Regions from separate parts of the Gossypium hirsutum genome. Here all the other regions are linked to region 2. Evidence: chromatin contacts called from public Hi-C data. All regions are on one chromosome and are shown on one strand. The core of a region is the stretch at or near the end of the contact, and the rest is flanking DNA. Distances in the headings are between cores, read along the strand shown.

Evidence for each region. A called contact is a pair of places that touch in the nucleus more often than the background predicts.
Region 1: a Hi-C map of leaf shows a contact between it and region 2, with 1.9 times the contacts expected there. The contact joins the promoter of LOC107893709 here to the promoter of LOC107887277 in region 2. A contact is called at or near these places in 2 of 34 Hi-C or Micro-C datasets (both in leaf).
Region 3: a Hi-C map of leaf shows a contact between it and region 2, with 1.7 times the contacts expected there. The contact joins the promoter of LOC107887274 here to the promoter of LOC107887277 in region 2. A contact is called at or near these places in 2 of 34 Hi-C or Micro-C datasets (anther and leaf).

Annotation. Positions count from the first base shown.
Region 1 is chrA03:50,920,529-50,924,820 of Gossypium_hirsutum_v2.1, forward strand. LOC107893709 reads right to left here and starts at 1,280. Exons shown (of 8, transcript XR_005914960.1): 1 at 473-1,280.
Region 2 is chrA03:51,138,250-51,142,869 of Gossypium_hirsutum_v2.1, forward strand. It overlaps LOC107887277, which reads right to left and starts at 2,969. Exons shown (of 4, transcript XM_016811468.2): 1 at 2,821-2,969; 2 at 1,903-2,106; 3 at 1-841. The coding sequence starts at 2,092.
Region 3 is chrA03:51,294,289-51,298,603 of Gossypium_hirsutum_v2.1, forward strand. It overlaps LOC107887274, which reads left to right and starts at 2,033. Exons shown (of 10, transcript XM_041095961.1): 1 at 2,033-2,230; 2 at 3,397-3,530; 3 at 3,644-3,811; 4 at 3,905-3,991. The coding sequence starts at 2,110. It overlaps LOC107887275 (a long non-coding RNA gene), which reads right to left and starts at 2,164. Exons shown (of 4, transcript XR_001681101.2): 1 at 1,965-2,164; 2 at 1,521-1,782; 3 at 1,162-1,403; 4 at 1-966.

The DNA.
Region 1 (4,292 bases), core at 30-2,529, 220 kb before region 2:
AACTATGTACCTAAAATCAAGTTTTAAATACAAGGTTGATTTGAACTAGAATTTTAGCTCTGTTCGTTTGTGCAATCATTTAAAAAAAATTTGACATCCAGCAATTATGAAATCCAGATCTAACTAGATTACATCCAATGTAAAAAAAGAAGAAGAAGTCATGATTGATTTGATGAGGGAAAAGATGAAAGAAATGCATGTGCCTGAAACAAAGAGTTCCTTAAAATTCAAAACCATCAAGAACTAGGAGATTGCTTCAGTCAAAATGTAGTTGGATTATGTTACCATTAAAAGCAAAAAAAATTCCCAACAGTCCAATTTCAACAACTCAAGTTTTACCAAGAAACTTAAACCACAAGTTCCATAGTCAAAAAACTTTGGATGCCAAAGGAATCAAAGCTTTCTTTTTTTGACTCTACAAGCCCTAAACCAGAGCCTCAAAATCCTCGATAACAGACCAGAGAAGTGTTACCTTTTCTCCTTGGATCTTCACTTCAACGAAAAGATCAATTGCATTTCAAGCATTCACATTGATTACCCCTTAAGAATTCATTTCCCAGCTCTTATGTCAGCAAAGAACCATGCAAAATTATAAACGTGGGAAGTGATCAACGCCTTGAACCTCCTCGAAGATGTGCCTCTGCATGGCCTAAAGTTGGATTCGGCATATCAACAAACACAAAAAATGTATATTATAGAAAACCCAGAACAATATTTATGAACAACCATGGAATTGAAGTCCTGAAAAGACTGAACAGTTTGTTTTATCCAATTTCAGTGACAAGCTCTCCATGAATGCCATATCTGAAACTATTACATCAAACAAACAAACAAACTCCCACTTCTTCGATGAATAACAACCGAGAATCAAGCTTTCTATAAACACCCAAAAGAGTTTGAAAATTTGGAAGGAAAACAATTGAATACAAGGGAAGTGGGGAGATTCAATCAGAAGCAAAAGCTTTAGTTCCAATCACCCACCATGAAAAAAAGAAAGGAAAAGATCCAAAAGATGGAAAATTCTTTTCATGGGGATAACATATTTTGACAAGAGAACAGGAAAGAAGAAGCTTTATTTGGAACCGACCCATGATTCTTAATGAAGAAAACTGAAAGGGGAAGGCATTTGAGAGTGAGAAAAATAAGAAAGAAGTAAATAGAAGAAAGAAAAATGGGAAAGTTGAAGGAAAGAAAAATGGGAAAGTTGAAGGAAAAAAAAAAGAAGCACAATAAGCTTACATTACACAGTGAAGAGATGGAAAGAGAGACAGAGAGAGCATAGCGGAAGTAAGAAGTTCTTGTAATTGGAAGAGAATACGTGACAGTTGGGGTTACGTTGATTGAATTGGACCCCACTGTCTTATTCATTACACGTGTGCACTGTTTGGATTATATGTGATGATACGTATTCGGAGCTCTATATATTACATATTTTTTTCATTAAAATTTTACCAATTGATACCAATTCGCATGCATAATTTTTCTTAAAATAAAAATATTAAATTGAAAAAAAAATATTTTTGTAATTTTCCTTCAATCAGGGATTTAAATAATAATTCGTATAAATAAATAGTTAATGAAAATAATAAATTTAAAATTTTATCAATTTAATTAGCTTAAATTTAAATTCTTTTATATATATATATATTCAAATCTCTTCATACACATTTTTTATTGTTTTTAAAATAAAAAGATTAAAGTGTCATGTTATAATATATTCAAATCCCTCTACTTTTATTTTTAAAAATTTAATTTTTCTACTTTTTAGTTTTTAAAATTGAGATCTAATTTATAATATTATTAAATTTATTTTGTTAAATTTAATCTCATTTTTTAGTCACATTGCTATCAAACGAGTAATTTTTTTTAAATGTCTCACCAACAAATTTAAAAAAAAACTAACACTTGAATATAAATTTTGAAATTAAAAAATTAAATGAATTAAATTCCATTAAATAAAAATACATGAATTAAATTTTAAATTGTGAAGAGTACAAAAACTTATGACTTATTTTTTATTTTTTAATAACAAAATAAAAGGATGCTTCAAATAATAAGAAGAAAAAGTAGTAGTAGTAGTATGAATCACAACCCTTTTTATGATACATCATATAGAAAGGCATGCTACATGCATTGTAAGCTTACCAATTCCATTTGTTACTTGATGGTTATTATTTCTATTAAAAATTTTATCATCTAGGAAAATAAAAATTTAAAATATAAATGTGTTTAAAAAATTGGCACGAAACTAATTGATAATAATACATGAAATATGTACGTTATTAAAATAAAAAAAATTATTTATCATGGTGTTGTTATCAATATTGAGTAGGTGTCGAGTTAATTTATGATACTAACTCAATCAAATACATTATTAATACTAAAAATTCTATTATACGTGTTTGCATGTGAAAACCACGTATTTAAAGCACATGTGTGTATTTAAAAATAACATATAATAAATAATAAAACGTAAGGTTTAAAACTAATAATAATATTAACAAATATGCAATATATACAAAATTAAAATAAAAAATAGCTGAACTAGTGAGTAAAATAAAATTGACATAAGTAACTACATCATATTAAGAATATTAAATGCACTTCAATTGTTTATTATGGTGTTGTCGTTTTTCTATAGCACGTCAAAAAGTTATCAAGTTAGTGCAAAGAAAATTCAATATTAAAAATATAGTTTTTAAAAATTAAGTATTGAGTTGACTTATGACACCAATGCAATCGGTAACAAATTTGGTGAGAGAAAACTTTTTAAGTTAAAAGTTAATTAATTTTTTTTTCAATTACTTAAGAATTATTGATAGTATGGTGGTAAAAAAAAGTGTTTATAAATTCATTAAACACGAATTCAATTTCTAGATATGTTAATTTTAATTCTATTATTTTAAAACTATAAAAATGTATGAAAAGACAAAAAGTTACCAAAATAATAATAGTAATCATTTAATAAAATGATATATAAGTCATTTCCTAACAGAGTTGATAACAGGTTAACCCATAACACCAACTCAACAAAGGGTTTTATTAATAGTAAGAATTTTTTTATTAAAATTATTAATATTAAGTATAGACCTATACTAATAGAGGTATCGAAGTGTGAAAATAAAATTAAAATGTATAAAAATATTAAAATAAAGTTTTAATTGAGTGATAAATTAAATATATTTTTAATGCAATTGATGTGGATTGAAATTTCACCATATACATATTTATTATTTTTTTTAAAAGTGAAAATATAAAAATATCCCAAATAATATTATTTATTTTAATTATGACATGTGATTCTCATAAATTTTTAATAGAATAAATGTCTGATTGAGTTATGACACCAAGTATAGGGTGGACCTAATTTATGGACAGGCGAAGCTGTTAAGCCATGAATTCAGATCTAGGTTATTATGTTTTTATATATAAATGTGGTGTTTTAATTTTTGTTATCGTATTTATGTATATTTAATTATTACATGGTATACAATATTACTGGATTAAACCGTTTGTTTGAATTAGAGTTGAAGCGAAATGATTGTAAAAAACATTGTTAGTTGGGGGAGTACAAGTTGCAATGACAATAAGGTTGACTTCATTATTAGTTAGTAACTACTTCTCTTCTTTATTATTAAATAATTAATTGCAAATTTTCATCTAAACTTTCTAAAAGAAACCACCATAAATATTAATATTTTTTTTAGATGTATGAGTTTGGTGTCTAAATTACTAATTAATTTTACAAGTAATCTAAGTTTTAACAAAGACTAGTCCAAGTAACTTAAAATGGTTGCTTCTCTTTGTGGAAGTGTTGGGTCTAAGAACTACTCTGCGGAAGGGCTGATCCCTATAAAAGTTCGTTTTAGGGATAAAAAAGAGGATTCGAATAGGGCTATGCTGGTGGATTTGACTGTGGAACCAATAATCTCTTGGAAAGATATGTTAATAGGAAAATTCTCTATTATTCCAGGGAAGGTAATTACACCGATTGGTATAGAGGTGGAGGATGATTTTGAACTTTTGGAAGGGGATACCAAGAAATCTTTTGTTAACGATATTCTTTCTATTGAATTTTAGGAAAGGATTCATCAAAATCTAATTAAAGACAAGGCACTACTGTGATTCTAAAACTTTTGGGATGAAACATTGGTTATTCGACCTTATAGAACAAAATTTATAGCCTTTGGAAGCCTTCACCATTTTAACTATTGGACATCAAAAACACTTATTTCTTGGCCAGATTTCAAAACAAGGTTGACTATAAAAAAGTTCTTTCTGAATGTCCCTAG
Region 2 (4,620 bases), core at 1,719-4,218:
AAATTCACTCTCGTATGATCTTTAAAACCTTCAAGCTTGATTTCAGCATCATCTACAACAGGAATATCATCAGGACTGCAGAGCACATAACCACTTTCTTTTTCCTTTTCCTTTTTTTCATTGACCTCATTTGAATCGACATCAATGGAAGAGTCTGTACCCTGTGCTACATCAGTCTGTAATTCAAAGGTACCCGTAGACACATTCTTATCATTTGTAGATTCAGCTTTGGACAAAAGATCATCAATGACCGTGTTGAGAGCCAAATTGTCACTATTTTCCTCTAATTCCACAATTTTGTCAGCCAAAGCAGTCTCTGAAATTAAATCCTCAGCATTTTCAGATTTCAGACCTGCATCCATTAAATTTTCTTCAAAACTAATTCCAGGGTTTCCCTTTCCATCAGTCTCATGCTCACAGTTTCCACTAATGGATGTCTTAGAAGATATATCTGAAGTTTCGTCCAGTCTCGTTTCAGAGATAGATTCTGTTTCAGATAATTTGCCAGCATGTTTGCTAGGCAAAACCAAGGCACTCGATAGGTTTTCATTAAACTTGCTTCCTTCGTTCTCATTGGCATCAGTTGCTTGCCCAACAGAGCAAGCTGCTACACTAACACCAGCATTGACTTTCCTACTCTCTTCAGAGATACCCTTTAGTGTTTCCATTTCGATTGAGACCACTTCACTAGCAGAGCCGTTTTTATCCTCGGAATCTTTACTATAGCTCAAGCCAACATCATGGTGCTCGGGTGTGCCCACTGGCAGAATAGGCATGCTTCTTGGAACAGGATTTTCATTTTGGCTTCCATCAACTGAATTCCGTGGTGATTGAAGGATATCTGCATATGTAAATGAAACCAAATTGTTAAAACTAGATCAAAAGTAATGTTGTATTACCACCTCAACCGATACCCAAAAATCACTTTGAACTTGGTCAGAATTTCATTTCTTTTATATCTGCGCTACAGTTGCGCAAGTTTAACTCATTATATGCTCGGCTGTGAGGACATTGGTATGTAGAGGTGAGTATTTGGTTTCATCAATCAGTTTGGTCGGTTTTTTTAACTTAACCAACAACCTTTAATGTTAATCAAACCGACCGAATAACTTACTTTTTTTATATATTATAGAAATAAATAAAAATGATCTATTTTAATTCGGTTAAGTTGATTGTTTTAGGTATGAATTTTAATAGCCGATAACTCACTAACTTAACCATCTTAACTGTGAGACCATAACCGCCACCTTAACAGAATGGGTCAATTAGGTCTATTATAACCGATTTTTGCTCAGCCTATTGGTATGTATCTAACATGAGTATTCAACTTCTTTCCAAGATCTCTACGTATTTGGAGGATTCTTGGAACATCATATCCCATACTCATTTCCAGATATATATCAGCCATGGATTCTTTGAGAAAATTAGAGAATTCAAACAACTTAGCCTTAAATCACACAAAGCAGTAAATTCTAATGCAAAACTTTATGATAAGTAGACGTAAACTGGTTCAGAAAAAACCGCAATCCAAACTGAATTAAAGTACGAGCAACTTCTTCTAGACATGGTTAAATCGGATATACATACTTATATCAGGCACATAACCATACCTAACGCTTATCCGAATAACGAGCAAAACATTACTAATAAAATAACATGAGTATTAGCCTGGTTGGTATCAAGGCAATAGATTCAAGCATTTATCCGAATATGGACACTTCAAATTTTCTTTTTGTGTGATATATGCATTGACACATGTATATAAAAGGGTCACATTTAAAAGTACTCTAGTATCGAGACATGGGCATAAAGGAGTAACTTCCAAAATTCCTCCATCCAACACTTATAGCCAAATCCAAGTCCAACATCAAAAAGTGGTAATAGAGATTTATTGTGAATTACCGAAATCTTCACCATCTTTGAATGAAATGGCGGAAGCAAGAGCCTTGTCGGCTTGGCTAACAATATCCGTACTCCAACCTGATTCGCCATCTTGAAATTCCGTTGCGGCGTCCGAAAATACTTCTATTTCAGATCTATTCGACATTGCTCCGACTCCTCTGATACTTTTCTCCCAACCACGCCTTTCCATAATCTTCGCCTAAACTGTATTCACCAAAATCCGTACATTCAATTAGGAATGACAACAAAAATGGAGAAAACCGAAATCGGTTTCTGAGGGAAAAAATCGTCAATCGGAAGTATTAAGAAAATATATAATCAGAATTTTTTTTAAAAACCATAAAAATGAAGGAAAGATATTCTTTAGTTTAGAAACCAGAGGGAAAAGAAAAACAACATACATACATACATACATACATACATATAAATAGTTTTTTCAATGGAAATGAAGTGAAATTAATGGCAGATTGAAGAAAAAGTTATACTAGTTTCTTTTATAAGAAACAAGAAAGCCCAGAAAGTTGGTAATCGTTTTCCCGGAAAAAAAGTCAAACAACTTTAACCAGCCTAGAAAATGATGATATATCCATCATCCATGAAAACAAAAACTAAAGTTTTTATACATATATTGTAATAAACAAGAAAACACAGGAAAGACAAACAGACAACTTCAACAAGCCCAGAAATTTATTAAATAAAAAATAAAAATCATTAAAAATTTTGAAGAAAAAAAAGGAAAGGAAAAAAGAAAAACCAGAGGATTGATTCTTTTCCTGCTCTTGATTATCCATAACAAAAGAGATCAAGAAGAAGCAAAAAGTAGAGAGTGTTTAGATATGAGAAAATACAGAGAAACAGTGAGGAAGAAAACGAGAGAAGAAATTGATTTTAAGGCAAGAAGAGAGGAGATTGACTTACTAATGAAAGTTGTATAAAGTAAGTAATGTGAAAATGGATACATAATCCAATCCCATTTCAGTTGAATGCATCTCATTTTACAATAAAAATGAGTTGGGTTCCTTTTTTTGGCCAATCAAAATATTAAAACAATAATATTAGAATGTAATGATTGAAAATATATTAGGTTTTGTGGTAAAAGTAGTATAGTAGTCTATCCTAGATTTCATTTGGGTTTTTTTTATTGAAAAAATGGCAAATGGATTCCATACGTCTGATGAAAAGATAAATAATGATTTCGTCAAAATTGTACTTTTAAAGTTTTTAACTCCCTCTTAGAATAAAGAAAAATAATTTTAAAAAAAATTAGAAAATACTAAAACGATTTCTTTAGTTATGAGATTTCGGCTTACAATTTGTTCAAACAACATCATTAATAATATTAGATAGAGAATAACCAAATAAGAAATTATACTTTTAAAGTTAAATGTTTATTCGAGGTTACACTTTTATTAAATTTAATCCATATTCTTAACATTTCAACTAACATGTCACTCTTGTGCATTTCTACTTTTAGAATTTTCATTGAATATTGAAAAATTTTTGTAATTCTTTTTTATCACTATTTATTTATGATTTTTTTTTAATTTTAGTAATTTATAACTTATCTGTTTACTCTGTTTTATATAAGATAAAATAAAAAAGATTGAGTGTCAATATATTTTAAATAAGGGGAAATTGAATAAAAAAGTCACTAGACTAAATTTATTATTATTTTTTATATATAAAATACTAAAATCAGCATTTAATAATATAATTTAATTGATAAATTATTTTACTCCATATAAAATATAAAGATTAATTTATCATCGAGAGAGTAGAGAGACTCTAATGATACTTTTAATTGTATATTTTAAGTTTTCATAAAATATATATGTGAAAATAAACTTTAATTATTTATTTATAAAAATAGATAGTTTGAGTGAAACTAATATTTTTAACCTACTTGAATATATGCCGGCTTGAAATATATATATATAATTTCGACCCGAATATCTGAGTTTGAAAACCGAAAATTATATATTAAAAAAATTCAATTAAAACTATGAGCTAGACTGAGATACATGAATTTATTAATTGAGTTTAATTAATCTAAAATTAAATGGAGTGTAATAATTGAAGAGTGTGAAGTGGAAGTATGTATAAAATATTACATAATAATAAACAGATAAAAAGACAGAAAATAGAAAGATGTAAGGTAGTAGCTGTAGCAGGTGATCAAAACTATGGTTCCACGTGGACCTACCCATTCTTTGACTGACCTCTCCTTTTCTCAAGCGGGGTCAGACAAAAACAAATTGGGTAAACTACACTACAACTCATCCAACTATGGGCTATTTTCTATTTTAATCATTTAATTATTAATTTTTAAAAATTGATCACGCAATTATAAATTTATTTTTAGTCACCTAATTATAATTTTTCTAAAATTGGTTATCCAACTAATAAGATTTTTTTTATTATCCATTTTTGTTAATTGCAAGGTGACATAGTAATTAAAAAATTAGTATAATAATAAATTTAGCTCTTAATTTTTACATCTTATATCAATTTAGCCATAATTTCAAAAAGAAAATCTCAAAATTTACAAATGATGGATCCTAATTCTTAAAAAAAAAGGAATACATAAAAATACATAAATATTTTCAAAAAAATAAATCTAAAAAAATTAAAAAAGAACCCAAAAATGAAAAACGATTTCATTGTTAGATATTAACAGACAAAAACAATTCATTTATTAAAAACAATAACAGTTTCCAA
Region 3 (4,315 bases), core at 783-3,282, 160 kb after region 2:
TATTCTTTGTCGATGATTGTATTCTATTTGAGGAGACTACTGTGGGAGGCGATAAAATTTTGAAGTAAATTTTAAAAGAATATAAGACCCATTCGGGTCAATGTCTGAATTTTGACAAATCCACAATCTTTTTTAGATCAAATACAATTGATTCGGTGAGAACACAAATCTCCATCGAATTGGGTGTAAGGTGTTCTACTAACCTCAAGAAATACCTGGGTCTCCCAAATATAGTGAGTAGAAGGAAGAATGTCTCTTTTTAATATTTAAAAGACCGTATGAAACAAAAGGTTGATAATTGGAGTTCTCGTTTCTTGTCTCAAGGCGGCAAGGAAGTGTTTATTAAAGCAGTGTTACAAGCAATACCTACTTATGCTATAGGTTATTTTCTTTTGCCAAAATCCTTGTGTAAAGAGATGGAAAGCATCGTGCCTCAATTTTGGTGGCAAAAGACTCATGTGAAACAAGGCTTACATTGGTGTGGATTGGGTTCTATGTGTGAATTAAAAGAAAATGATGGCATTGGCTGTAGGAGTTTTGCGAAATTTAATATTACCCTTCTTGCAAAACAAGGGTGGCATCTTATGACTAATCCAAATTCTCTGTTGGCGCAGGTTTTGAAAGCGAAATATTATCCACATTCTAATTTTCTGAATTCATGTCTTAAAGTGAATGCTTCGTATGCGTGAAAAAAGCATCTAGGCAATAAAAAAGGTACTTTAGGATGGTTCTGGTTGGAGGGTGGGTACGAGTGAAGCGATCCCTATTTTTAATGCTGCATGGATACTATGCTCTTTTAATTTTCAATTATGTGGTACAGTTAGTAATTGTAATCTTGAATTTGTTTCTGAGCTTATTGATGATAATAGAGAATGGAAAAAGGATACTATTATTTCCATCTTTGATGAGGATGATGCATCAAGAATCCTTCAGATCCCGCTGGCACTTGAACCACAAGATGATACCCTGGTTTGGTGGAAGGAAGCATATGGTGAGTTCTACGTTCGCTGTGCTTACAAATTGTTAGAAATCAATAGTGCTTCTCAGTTTAAGGGAATAACAAGCTACATATAAAAGTTTCTATTGTAAACTATAGAACTTAAATTTGCCTTCCAATCTAAAAATTACTGTCTGGCGTATTTCCAAAAATTATATCCTTACCATGTCAAACTTACTCTTGAAGAAGCTGGTTCGAGACACTCTGTGTCCCATTTGTGGGGGAGGAGCAAAAACAATAGTCATGCCTTCTGCTTTTGTCTTGTTGCAAATAAAGTTTGGGAAATCTTAGGCCTCATTGATTTATTAAACCTACCTAGTTAGGGGTGGTTGGATTGCCTTACTGCAGTTTTTAATGTCTGTTGGCACATTCAACGAAGGATTGTTTGCTGCTCACTTTGGGCCATCTGGTTTGAAAGAAATAGGAGAGTTCATGACAAAGTGGTTAAATCAGGAAAGGAAATTACTAATTTTATCTCCAGGTATCTCTATGAATTGGACTGTTTAGAAGAGAAGAAAATTACCGTCCAGGGTGATAAAGTAAGCTGGAATCCTCCTCCTACCGATTTTATCAAAGTAAACTTTGATACGGCTTTTGTCATGGAACGATGTAGATTAGGTACAGGGCTGGTTGCTCGAAATAGAAAAGGTGTGGTAATAGTGTCTAAAACTTGCACGACAATGTGGGACCGGCTTTCACCGGGGAAGCCCTTGCATGCCTTGAGGCGCTTAAAATGGGGTTAGTTCTCAGATTAACAAAAGTAATCATCGAAGGAGACCCCTTGTCTGTTATTACGAAATGTAACTCAAGTCATACTGACAAATCAAAAGTTAGCTCGCACCTTCGTAATATCGAAGGCACTCTCGCCCGATTTCAAAGCATCATATTTATGCATGTTAAAAGATCTGGAAATGCTTTAGCAGACGCTCTAGGCACTGAATGTGTAAGGAAGGGAAAAGGCTTTTACCTGATCGGATCTGTCCCAGACTCCGCTGCAACAACTTTTTCCAATGATTGGCTCCGCGAGCCTGACTGACGAATGAAGGACTCTTGGTTTTTCCGGTTTCTTGGGTTACCGAAGCATCAGATCTAGACAGGGATGCTTCGACTGAATGATTGTCTTAATGCAGGGAGATAAGTTTGGCAGGCTTTTTTTGGGAGAAATGGAACCGTCGGTGCCGCTTAGAAAGATGATAAGAGTGGGACGGGCAATCTCTTTCCCTAAAGGAGTAGGCACGTTTTTCTTTAATTTTCTTTATAGTTTGTTTACTTTTTCAGTAGCTTCTTTATTATCTTTCTTTTTCAATACTTTTTCTTCCTTTTAGGATCAGATAACTTTTCTTTCTTTGAGCCTCTTTGTGCCTTTGCTCTTTTTAATTTTGGTTTTCATGTAAATTTTAGTTTTAAATTAATAAAGCCCAACCCTATTTTATCCAAAGAAAAGAAAATAAATCATATTTATTTATTTTATTTTTTAAAGAGGACAAATAATGTTATATATTTTGATATAATTATAGATGTGTTTTTCCTTTTTGATTGAGAATAATATTTAAGTGAATTTCTCATCATCAGGATTTAAACTTGACCACACTTTCTTTTAATCACCTATTGATTCGTAATTATATTTTTTGTTTAAATGTAACTGTAAGGAAAAATAAATTAAAAAATTTAAACCGGAGCTGATTGAATCGGAGAGGGGTAACCCGGCCCAAGAAAGCATGCTGCAATGACGGTTTTCGTCCACTATAACGTAACCCCGGAACTCTTTTCATTATTCTTTATTTATAATATTTTACTACCTAAATGATTAAATCCGAGGCCTCAGTTTCAGAACCATCATACTAAACTTCCTGTAAGAATAACAATCTCTCGTTTCCTTTTTCCTTTTTTAAATTTAATTTTTCTTTTAGTGAATTCAGTATCTGTTCTCTTTTGTCCTATTCCTTTTCGCCTTTTTGTTTAGTTCTGCGCAATTCTTTTTGGTGGTAGAAAAATAGTTTTATTTTTTCCTTTGTTAGGTTTAAGGATTTTTGGGGTTTTTTTTTTGTTCTTGTTCATCTTTTATGTTGGATATGATTTTATCATGTTTTAGGTTTTTTTTTTTTAAAAATAATTTTTGAAAGCCATTTGTTTTAAAATAAGCTCCCTGGAACACCCTTCTGCTCTTAAAAATTCCGTTCTCTTTTAGAAATTCAATTTTTTTTAAGATATGTTTTAAGAAAATGAAAAGAAAAATAGTAAATTTGCTATTCGCTAGTTTGTCTGAAAGTAAGTTTTTTTTTCTATGAATTTTAGGAACCCTTTTGATTCAACTCTCTTTAGGTTTCCCTAAGCGTTTTTATTTTAATATTTGTTAATTTTATTTGTAGAAAGAAATTTTTAATTGAACCTTTTTGCAGTTGAATGCAAATATATCATGTCCTACCCGCAAGGGGAGGATTTCTATTACATGGATGAAGATTTTGTACATGACATGGATGAAGACAACTACGGTCGAGCTGGTGGAGATGTGGATGCTGATGAATATGACATGGTTTGTTTTTCGTTTTGGTGATATTTATATATTCTATATATATTTGTTGTTAATTTTAGTTAATTTTATACTAAATGATGAAATTCATCACTTTCATGCTATAATTTGAGCAGCTGACCAAGGTGACCGATACGACTTCTGCGCAAGCGCGGAAGGGGAAAGACATTCAGGGGATTCCGTGGGAAAGACTGAACATAACTAGAGAAAAATATAGGTTGACAAGGCTTGAGCAGTATAAGAACTATGAGAATATGCCTTTTTCCGGTGAAGCTGTTGACAAGGTTTGTATCTTTTCCTACAATCCATAAATGAACTAGTTTGTAGTAAAGCGGATATCATATTAAGATATGTGTAAAATGTATTTGTTGTTTCAGGAATTTAAACATATACAGAAGGGTGGGAACTACTATGAATTCTTCCACAATACTAGATTAGTTAAACCTACGATCCTTCATTTTCAGGTTTGTTAGTCAGAAAATGTTTATATCTTTTGTTCTTGTTGTTATCCTAGTTACTTTGGACTCAAGTGCAATTGTCAAATTTGAATGTGTCTGATACTGATATGTTCATTTTTTTTCTACGTTCACTCATGTATTTGGAGAAACAGTGGAGGTTTAATCCCCATAGCCATGTCGGGTACAGGCTCTGGACATGTGTTTTTAAAGAAAAACAACAAATTGGAGCAACATAGGGTGTCATTTTATTTAATATGTTGATTTTGGTGTCAAAACATATTGTTCTTGAATTTCTTTTTGTCCTTTCAGAAATGATTTAGCTTTAATGTA